Linked DNA regions of Mus musculus: region 1 is linked to region 2. A link is a contact called in public Hi-C data. All regions are on one chromosome and are shown on one strand. The core of a region is the stretch at or near the end of the contact, and the rest is flanking DNA. Distances in the headings are between cores, read along the strand shown.

The links. A called contact is a pair of places that touch in the nucleus more often than the background predicts.
Region 1: a contact with region 2 is called in a Hi-C map of bone marrow-derived macrophages, with 50 read pairs. The contact joins two enhancer-like sites. A contact is called at or near these places in 7 of 484 Hi-C or Micro-C datasets (bone marrow-derived macrophages, embryonic stem cells, group 2 innate lymphoid cells and 4 more), 3 of 115 datasets of contacts at active chromatin or transcription factors (bone marrow-derived dendritic cells, embryonic basal ganglia and stem cell-derived neural progenitor cells) and 1 of 9 other capture datasets (embryonic stem cells).

What each region holds. Positions count from the first base shown.
Region 1 is chr6:53,954,885-53,959,975 of GRCm38.p6, reverse strand. All of the region lies in intron 3 of Cpvl (carboxypeptidase, vitellogenic-like), which reads left to right. Among named protein-coding and RNA genes, the nearest start is that of Cpvl, 21 kb to the left of the region's middle. Within about 2 kb of position 1,440, at least 23 of the 459 cell types and tissues checked have an H3K27ac peak or open chromatin away from gene starts, as enhancers often do. A contact at or near this core is called in bone marrow-derived macrophages, where this site is marked.
Region 2 is chr6:54,175,801-54,181,658 of GRCm38.p6, reverse strand. All of the region lies in intron 2 of Chn2 (chimerin 2), which reads right to left. It also overlaps the pseudogene Gm15526. Among named protein-coding and RNA genes, the nearest start is that of 9530036M11Rik, 26 kb to the right of the region's middle. Within about 2 kb of position 1,643, at least 28 of the 459 cell types and tissues checked have an H3K27ac peak or open chromatin away from gene starts, as enhancers often do. A contact at or near this core is called in bone marrow-derived macrophages, where this site is marked.

The DNA of each region.
Region 1 (5,091 bases), core at 191-2,690, 220 kb after region 2:
GGTTCTGGCCAAAATACTGCCCCCACACGTGGTAAGCTGTTTAATTCCCTAGAGCCACATCAATGGAATTGTCTATGTAAAATACAACCACTAGTTAGATTGTTTTGTTTTGTTTTACTGTATTCTTTTTCTCAATTAATTAATTAATTAATTAATTCATTCATTCATTCATTCACTTTACATCCTGATCACTGCCCTCCCTCCTGGTCCCCCCTCCCCATATATCCCCTCCCCCATCTCCCCTCCTCTTCTCCTCTGAGAGAGTGGAGGCCCCTCCCCCTGGGGATCCCCCCCATCCTGGCGCATCAAGTTTCTTCAGGGTGAATCCTCTCCCATTAAAGTCAGACAAGGTAGCCCAGCTAGAAGAACATATTCCACATAGAGGCAATAGCTTTTGTTATCGTCCCTGCTCCAGTTGTTCAGGACCCTCATGAAGACCGACCTGCACGTCTGCTACATATATGCAAGGGGCCTGGGTCCAGCCCGTGCATGTTCTTTGGTTGGTGGTTCAGTCTCTGAGAGCTCCCAAGGGTCCAGGTTAGTTGACTCTGTTGGTTGTCCTGTGGAGCTCCTATCCTCTTCAGGGCCCTTAATCACTGGTCAGATTTTTGTTGGCTTGACACAAACACCTGGGAAGAGGGAATGTCAATTGGAGAGTTACATCTATCAGATTGGACTGTGGAGTATTTTCTTGATTAGTGATTTATGTGGGCAGGCGATCTTTGGAGGTATAAGAAAGCAGGCCGAGCAAGCCAATAAGCAACATCCCTCTGTGGCCATGGATTTGGTTCCTTCCTTGAGTGTTTGCCCCAATTTCCTTTAATGATGGATTATAACATGTAAGATGAAATAAGAGCTTTCCCACCCCAGTTGCTTTTGGCCATGGTGTTTATAACAGCAATGAAAAGCAAACTTAGAACAACCATGTTGATCGAAAGAACTGAAATCGTTGTCTTTAGTCCCTGTTCCTGACATACTGACTCTCCATTTCAGCAACGTGTTGATGTGCAAATAGAAATCATGTCTACTGTGTCTTGTTATCTATCTCTGACTGTAAAGCTGGGGTCTGGTCTGGCTGGAGATACCTTTAAAAAGTCTAGAGTATGCATAGCTGACGCTTGGAAGGTGACAGGCCACATCAGGACCAGTTTAGATTTCAGGAATTTTGCTTTTATGAAGGCACACAATCGTTTTCTTTGTCCATCATCGAAAGTAAGTAGTGGGATATGCTGGTGTAGATAGTTTCACGGACAGAAGAGAAGAAGTGCCTCCTTGGGGCTGGCTGTTCATCATGCAAGAAACATTGAGGAAAGAGTAGCCAAGTTTGTGACTGGCCACCAGGGGTCGCCAGAGGAATTGAGAGGCCAGTGGATAAACTGGATCTAGTTCTTTTCCTTTCCCCTTACTTTCCCTCCCTCACTTTCTCCCTCCCCTCCCTCTCCTCCCTCCCCTTTCTCCTCCCTCCGGAGTCTTGATTGGGTCTTTCTGTGTAGCCCAGGCAGTCACACTTCTGTCTTCACTTCCCTAGCTACTGGGATTGCAGGCTGCCACGGTTGTTGTCGGTTGTTGTCTGTGCACCAGGACAGGGCTCAGCCACTTGTGCTCCACCCACGCGCAGGGCATCTGCTGTTGTTCTCCGTGTATCTCACAAGTCCAGGATTCCTCTGCTCCTTCGCATTTCATCGTGTCTTCCTTCTCTCAGTAGCTCTCGACATGGTTATACTCAGGCCCTTGACTCATTCATAAACTGTTTCTTTTCTTCATCTTCAAACAGGTAACTCTTTACCCGGGGCGATTATCCATCTAAGCCATCCATCCCAAGCTTGAATAGCCATCTCAAAAGCCCTGCCTTTGAGTCCTCAATCGCGTGTTCCTCTGCCCACCTGCCCCTATATGTAGCTACACGTAGCTGTCTTCCCACTCATCAAAAACCCAACCTGAACTGACACTTTAAAAAAGGTAACACCAGACGCTGCCTGAAAGAAGTGTTGTGACTGTACCTGCTGCTCATATAAATAACAACCTGTGCTTCCAGGCAGAGGGCACGGAGACACAGCGAAAGTAAGGCATGGACTCAAGGACACGCAGATATAAAACAGCTAGTCGGAACTCCAGTCCTGGCAGTGTAGCTCCCATAGCCACACTCTTTACAGAGTACTTTTTTTTTCTTCCTGACTGTGAGTAGGAGCTAACCCACAGCTTTGGGAGAGCAGACAGTGTGTGCTATTAGATGAATTTACACACTGTGCTGGATGCATGGGGCATGGTGGTGATGTGACTCACTGCTGCGGAGAGACACCCCACAACCTGAGGTCCAGTGACCACAAAAACAGCATGGCCTTATCACTGTGCTGTGTCTTCAGCGTATGTAATGTCCATAAGTGGAGCACATGTGTAGAGAAGAGTCCTCAGACATCTCCGTGACTAAGTTTAAGAAGTTAGACTTGGGATGGCAGGGGGGGGGGCGGTCTTTAAAAATCCTTAATTCCGAGTGTATACCCCAGAGCCGAGAGATGGTGGGTCTGAATGTACCCACTATCAAACCTGAGGACCTGACGGCCCCCTGAGCTCCATGGCAGGAGAGAACCAGCTCTCAAAACTTGTTTATTAATGCTCACAGGTGCCAGTTAATAAACAAATAAGCAAAAAAATGTACTGAGATTTAAAAAGAAGTACTCTGCAATATAAAACGTATTGATGAAGAAAATCACTTTAAAGCTTTGAGATGGGAGACCTAAATGTCTTGAATCGTAGCTAAAGTAAGATTAATATTTTCAAAAGTCTGAATTCCATCCTACCTACCACCAATTAGCAGAAGTTCCTTATTTCAGTGGCCCCCATGTTTGCAGTGAGGTTTTCTTCGTCATGTCCTTGTGCATTTCTCCTCTTTCCTTGGAGAAGGGCCTCACCTCACAAGTGAGATCTGGATATGTCATGGATTATCTATAAGAATGTTATGCCGTTCGTGTGGGCCATAGCAAGTATTGTCTATCCTGGTTATGATGTCATGATTCGTCACACAAGCATGACGTGCTATGGCTGACTCTCGGGTACATAGCATTAAATAGCACCTTCATATCGCAGCACCTGGTTCAGGTATGGCATCAGTGCATAGGCTGCTCAACTCATTGAAGGAGAAAGACACATGGTAGGGGTTGGGTTCTCTTTAAAACCAGGTGCTTCAAGGGCCGCTGAGCACCAAGGAGGCAGGTCAGCTGAGGTTGGAAGTCTGCTAGCATCCCAGGAATGCAGGGTGCCGTGCTTCACGGCCTCATGAGAACCCTGTTTGGCACATTGCTGTTTGACTTGTCCTGTAGTGTGGCCTCTTAGGACCAGGCTATTTTTCTGAGTGTCTAGAGATAACCTTAACCCTGCCAGGTCACAGGAAGGTGGGGGAGAAGAGAGTATTGGAGATTAGTTGCCTAGGAGACTGAAAAAGCAGGCTCTCTATCATCTAGCAGGTCTCTAGCTGTTTTTTTGCTTGTAAGAATCGTCGGGGGAAAGCTGAGAGTGCCATCCTACTCCACACAGGGGTCAAGGGGTGGGATAAGGGGAGTACAACTCCTCTGGCTTCAGTCAAGGCAAAGTCATTTGAAAAGAGATTATCCACATTATTTTAATCTATGACCAAGCTTGAGGGCTACTGGTCCACTGCTGTATAGGAACCTAGGAAGGTTCTGAGGGTTGGGCATCCTGAAGTCAGTACCCCAGCACCCCATACTTCCAAGAGGCTGGGAAGGGTGGGGATGACTTCCTTCCTGTTCTCCTGGTTTTCCTACCCCTTGTTATATGGAGTTTGATTTCAGTACTGGGTGAATGAAAGTATAGGGGGCTGGGGGTCCTGGTGAGTGACAGAGGTTCTGGGGAAAGGTTTTACTCATGTGGATAGGCAAAGCACACAGTGGCTCCAGGAAGGGCGGGGTGGGTGGACAGCATCACTCCATACAGATTTTCATCCTAGCGATCAGGAAGGCTTGTATTGCTGCCATGGAGAGGGGTTTGGGGGCTTGGGGGTGGAGGAAGCTCAGGCTGGAGGAAGCAGAGGGCCAGGCCACCACAGCTACTTAGTAGTGAAGTAGAGCCAGAGCCTCCTGGTTCCAGGCCTCCCTCACAGCAGCTCTGAAACACCTCTCTCAGGTTGGGGTTTTCTGTTTTGACTTGACAGAGAAGGCTCCTCTCCCCGACACTGAGTTTGTTTGTGGCGTGTCCATATTTGAGGCAGGACAAGAAAGGAATGAAAAATAGACCAGGGATGATAGGGGCCAAAGGATTTAAACAAACAAACAAACAAACAAACAGACAAACAAACAAGCAAACAAGCCACCAAGCTGAACAGTCTCCTGTTCTTCTATATGTAGATGATTTGAGCACAGATCCCCTCGAAGTTCTTAACCTCCACCCTTCACGTGGGTGGCTACCATTTGCAGAACACAGCCACTCTACAGATTTTATGGAGAGTGTTCCCACTTCACCTCCAGTCCACACTGTAAACAATGGTGCCAGTGCCTGTTTTACAGGAAAGTAAAGTCCTCATGGCTTTGGCGTCTTACCCAGAATCACCCAGTTGGGGACGAGCAAAGCCTGGGCTTGAGCCTGGAGAGTTTGGAGCAGGTGTTCATCACTCACCCATGTGACTGAGCTGACAACTGAGTGGCTTACAGGTCCGTGGATCGAAAGCCCAGCCTCACTGTGGCTTCAGCACTTTCTGCCCACCCCACGCCCCTTTATTATAGCCAATTATGTTTATTGTATCTGAATGTTCCAGGGCATTTGCTGTGCCATTTAATGTCTTGACATTTGGGAGTGGGTTTGGAGCTAGCCCCTCATGACAAAGCTATTCTACAGACCACAACTGTTCCCAAGAACACTTCCAGAAAAGGCCCAGACATATGAGGGAACCTATGTCAGGCCTTAGGTGGCAGGAAAGTCATACCCCTTAGGGATCTTCCTCCAGATTCCTGATAGCAGCTCCCAGTGATGGTCTCGTAAGTTAATCTAGCCTCCCAGTACAGCTTCCTCACAATGCTCTGACAGGAGGAGTCCAGCTAACCTGGACTTTGGCGATGCCTACTATTTGTGTGAGGCACTGAG
Region 2 (5,858 bases), core at 394-2,893:
TGGCACATACCAAAGAGTGGTATTTCTGGGTCACATGATAGATTCAATTTTGGCCCTTTGAGACTTCTCCACACTGATTTCCAGAGTGACTGGACATGTGTGCCATCCCACCATCAATGAGTGAAGGATCTGCTTCCCCTCATCTGTCGTCTGCTGTCTTGTTGATCTTGCCATTCTTGCTGGAGTAAAACAAAATCTCCAAGTTGCTTTGATTTGCATTTCCCTAATTGCTAGGGATGATGAACATTTTGGGGGATATTTCTTAGTTGTTGTTGATTAATGATTGATATGGGAGGACCCAGCCCACTGGTACTACCCTTGGGCAGGTGGTCTTGGGGTGTAAAAGAAAGCAGGTCAGGGAGCCATGGAGAGCAAGCTAGTAAGCAGCATTCCTCTATGGCCTCTGCTTTAGTTCTGCCTCTAGATTCCTGCCTTGAGTTCCCAACCCCAACTTCCTCAGTGATAGAGTATGACTCTAAGCTAAAGAAATCCTTTCCTCCTCAAGTTGCTTCTGGTCATGGTGTTTATCACAGCAACAGAAAGCAAACAAGGGCACTGGCATTGCTTGGAGCTTGCTGTAAATCAGACATTCTAGCATGTTCTCATTGACTCTTCCCTCAAGGGTTTACTCACTTGTGCTAACAAAGTTAGAGCTCATTTTGAAGACACTGAAAGTCACACCAACAATAGGACCAAATCAAGTTTCAAATCTGGATGTCCAGGCCCAAAGTCAATGGCTTTCTAGCACAGTTGCTAGAAAAGTCCCACGTGGGTCTGATCCCATTAGAATTTACTGGAAGCTGTCACAAAATATAGATTCCTAGTCTCTATCCTGGGCACAATCCACTCCATGAATCTGGAAGGAGTCTTCAAAATCTGTTTTCCTAGACATTTCCAGAAGATCCTTGAGCGCATCCAGGGCAGAGGTACTGTCTTGACCTCACCAAAGGGGAGACCAGGCAGGGGACACTGGGAAGCAGGGAGAAGGGAAGACAGTGGTTTATTCACACACAGCAGAGATTGTGAGAGTGTGTAAGATGAGGGAATGAGGCAAAGCGGATTCTGGATGAGAAGGAGCTGAGATGCTGTTGATGGAACAGAAGGATGCAGGCATGGTGCACTTCTGGACAGTGTGCTTGATGTCAGCAGCCCAGATCCCGTAAACTCACCCTCTGGGGCAGTTGTCACTTGGGCATAGAGAAATGCAGGCTCACCAGCCACACACTGGGAACAGAAGCTTAAGGGATGGTTTGGAAGAGGAAGTGGGAAAGGCTTCTGAAGCACAATAAGCCAGGCAGCCACTTCCACTCCTGGAAGTGACATGACAGACATCATTAGCTAGTGGCCTTTTCTCAGCCAAAAGGTCTTCAGACTCCTGAGGCTTGCTCTATGCTCTCTGAGCAGCAGAGTTTGCCAAAATGGAAGGGAAGCCAGTGGACCACTTGGGTCATGTGTCTATCTCTCCGGATGCTGACATGAGAGCCAATCAAAAGCCAGGAAGCTTCCTACCTTAGCTTTCAGTAGGGTCCTGTACACCATTTAAAGGGTTAGCTAATCAAACACCCACGGGAATAATTCTCCAAGGCGCATTTGAGGTATAAAATATGTCACAACGTCTGAAAGTCTCACTTCCTGATTTAACTCAACAAACATACTTCACAAGCAAAATGCACGAATGAATGCCACTCTTAAGGTGGTTCCACAAGCAGAGGAGTGACACGGTAGCATCTGCTTCTACAGCAATGTCCCATGCATACTGGAGGCCCTCCCTAGCCAGGGGCCTTTTCCAGCACAGGAGAGAGTTCTCCCACTGGGTCAACCTGTTTGGCAGTGGTGGAGGTCCCTGAGGTTTGTGGAGGTAGAGAAGGGACACCTTGCTCCCCTTGGAGTCTAAGGATTGAGAAAGCTAATATTTTATTCTTGCATAACAAAAGTTGACTCACCTTGTCAACATAGGGATAAGTCAACATGTTCCTGTGGGCAATATGGGAAAGGTCATGCAAGCAGAGTGCTGAAGCCACTCAAAAACAGGACTTAGGACTGAGATGGGTGGATCCTAGCCCTCTAGATTGGGCTCTGCAGTCCACTCCCTTCTAAAAGTACTGCCTCTGGCCAGTACATAATGAATAAGCAGTATCAGCCTGGCTACTGCCATGTCCCCCAGCTATGAGCAGCAGGTTACTGGTACTATAGATGACTTCCTGGTTCCAACCTCACCTCTAGCTACCATGTGAAGGCTTTGCCTTGCTAATAAAATATTATCTTAAAATTCACTGCTTGGCCAATGGCACCATGGTAACCCAAAGACAAGGTGTGTGGGGCCCCAAAGCAGGGAGCCAGGTATCTGTGTACATAAGCAGGATCTATGGGGTTTGACAAATTGCACACAGGCTACTTTTATGACTCACAGATTGGGATAGGATCAAAGAATAACTACTATCCTATTCCCGTCAGGTGATTTGACTTTGGCAGTTCTACAGATCAAGGGTGTGAGGTCCCAAGCTCCTGTTTAGAATAATCAGCACAAGCTCTGAGTACCTGACCTCCCACTGGAGGAGGGCTCCTGGGAGAGCTGTCATTCCAGCATCAACTGCATGGTTGCTTTTGGTCTCTTACTAAAGAAAATCAGACTAGTCCCATAACGGTTGGCTTTTGAACCTGTCAGCTCCAGGCTCACATTTCACACACTTCTGACTTAATATTCAAATGTGGCTTCCTTGTTGTTTTTAAGTGAATTCAAAAGTGGCAATTCTTTTAGGCCATTAACTCCAACACTTCCTCAGTGACTTTGCCTGTGGTTTTGCGGGGGTGGGGGTGGGATGGGGTGGGGTGGGGTGGGGTGGGGGTGGGGGTTGGTTTTAGTAGTTGAGCTCCAGATGTATGGTGTTTAGGGATAAGAGCCTCCCAAGGACATAGCTAAGGAAGTGATAGTGTTTGTTTCTAAGAGGATAACAAGAGCTTCTAATCCCACAGGGAAATGGAGAGAGAGCAGAAATTTGGGGCCATCATGTGACATTGGGCTTTCTCCAGTCAAGTCTTGGTCTTATGTATCCTTATGGCCCAACAGCTCCTAGTGCACTCTCTGGCTTCAGACAGGCCCTTAATATGCACTAGGTGCATGAATGACTGAATGCAGGGACGCCATCCATACACCACTGGAAAAGAAGATTTCTAAAGATCCTTACTGCCCAATGTGCACGCCTGCTGTTCATGGCTACCTCCCTAGCACCCGTGAGCTTCTTCCCCCTTCCCGTGTTTCTCTACATTTTCTGATCATGTTTTAGGCAGGATTGATTCCAAAGTTGATGCTGATCAGTCAGGGAAAGTTAGCAGTTACCAACCCCTTGACCACAGAGATGAAGTCAGGAATGGGAAAATGAAGTCAAGGAGGGCTGAAATGTCATTCTGATGGTTTTCTCGAAGCACTAATAAATGGGTGGTCTCTTTGCCTGATGTTTCTGAAAGCAGTGCCAATACCCTTGGGGGTATTGGGTCTGTCTAGAAATGACATGGGAAGAACTTGTTAAAGTCCAGTTGAAGAAAAGTATCATCCAAATAATAATAATAATAATAATAATAATAATAACAACAACAACAATAATAGTAATTTAAAAGGCCAGGGGAGTGGAAAGGGTCATGTCCAAACATGCCCGAATCCAGAGCCTCTGGTCTATGTGACCACTGACTGGAATATTCTATTAACTTGCAATCAAGAACACTATGTTACGCCCAAGTTGCAGGTACCCAAAACCCACCGAGGAGTCAACTGTGCTGTAAAACACGTAAGGTCCTTCTTATGAGCTCTCCAGCAAGGTCTCTCAACCTCTCACTGTCACGCAGCAGACACTTTAGTATAGAGGGCTTCAGGGTTTTATTGTGGTTACAGAAAAACTGAGGGAATTTCTGTACAGGTCAGCAAGTTAGTATGTTAAAAACTGCATTTCGGCTGCGGGAGCCGCGGGTTACCGTGCAGACATGGCCAAGTCCAAGAACCACACCACACACAACCAGTCCCGCAAATGGCACAGAAATGGCATCAAGAAACCCCGGTCGCAAAGATACGAATCTCTTAAGGGGGTTGACCCCAAGTTCCTGAGAAACATGCGTTTTGCCAAGAAGCACAACAAGAAAGGCCTGAAGGAGATGCAGGCCAACAATGCAAAGGCAGTGAGTGCGCGCATGCGCAGAGGCCATCAAGGCCCTGGTGAAGCCTCAGGCCATCAAGCCCAAGATGCCAAAAGGCCCCAAACTCAAGCGGCTGGCTTTCACCGCTCACCCTAAGCTTGGGAAGCAGATTCGAAGCTACATGGCCAAGGGTCAGAGGCTCTGCCAACCGAAGCCCAAGGTCCAAACCAAGGCAGAGGCCAAAGCTCCAGCTAAGGCCCAGGCTTCAGCTCCAGCCTAGGCTCCCAAAGGTGCTCAGGCTCCCAAAGGTGCCCAGGCCCCTGTGAAGGCCCCATAGAAAAGGCTCCTGCCAGTGTGAAGACAGACGACTGCTGTGACACACCCACCCACACACTATTTGCAGATGACCAGTGTCCTATGCTGTTCTTACAAATAAACTCAGGCAAGATCTGTTAAAAAAAACAAAACAAAACAAAAAAAACCTGCATTTCTGGTGTAATCTGCAGGAGCCGAACACAAGGACAGAAGCACCTGACAAGCAGGATGGCTGAGTTATCCCTGCCAGATGTCGCAGGTTATTTATGTGCATCTTCACCCTGCTACTGTAGCCTGACTGGCTGTCGCTAAGGTGGTGGGCTGCCATAGGACGCCTGCTTAGGACGACTCTGTGATTTTCTTCCCCGAACTGCAGTTTAGCCCCTGGTCTTGCACAAAATGGAGTTTCTTCAAAAAATGGAGTTGGTTGGGCTTTATAATAACAATTAGCGATAAAACAAAGATGAATTTCTTCAAGCCCGTCTTCAGGCATAGACTAAGTTTTTGTTAGGAATAACATCAAAAACTGGGTCTGACGCCTCTCAGCAGCAGCCAACAGGTGGGAGCAATGGCAAAGCAGAAAAAAACACTTGGTTTTCACTGAGAACCAAGATCAACTTTTCGTTTGTGTCTTGTCCCTCACTAGCCTGCACACTGTAGGTAGATGGGGACCACATTATCTTCACTGTTGGTCTTTAGTCTTAATCATTAGAAATACCAGACATGGTGATGGTTGCTTCAATGATGCAGATGCTGAGAGTCTGATGGTGCAGCGTGAGCCTGAGAAGCACAAAACATGAAGTAGTTCACAAGGGGACCAACACCTACCAAGGATGCCCGGATCCACACTGACCACGAATCTCATTTTAGTGCTGTTCTGTATGTCTTTGTTCAATGTGGCTTAGATGTCCTGTGTATTATTATATGCCCTACATTTTTATAAATTCATTCACTTGGGGGCTCTCAATAACAAATGCCTATTAGTCTGATGTAATAAAGAACTTTGTATACACCACTAGGTTTGTATTAAATAGCTTAAACTATCTCCTTCTGCAAGTAAGGTTTTACGATTTTAGATGTAAAAGTAGAATTTCAACCTAATAGACTGGTAAAATTGATATTGTGGACATATAGTTAGCAATGCACTCCCAAGCTTCCTTAGGACATAAAAGTGCTTTTAAGAAATAAATTAGGTGGCCCAAGGTCATTTAGAAAAAGAGGAGAGGAATTTGAGCCAATGGCTTGTATTTCAGTTAAGCTCCCAGTAGTGGCATTCGCTCAACAAATATTTATTGGGCTGTTAATGCACGCACGGCAGTGTGCGATGCCCAGTAAAGCAAGGAGCACCCAGCATCTAGGGATAGTTTGTTGATTTACTGTCAGAGTACTTCACACTCCATTAGGAAACAAACAAACAA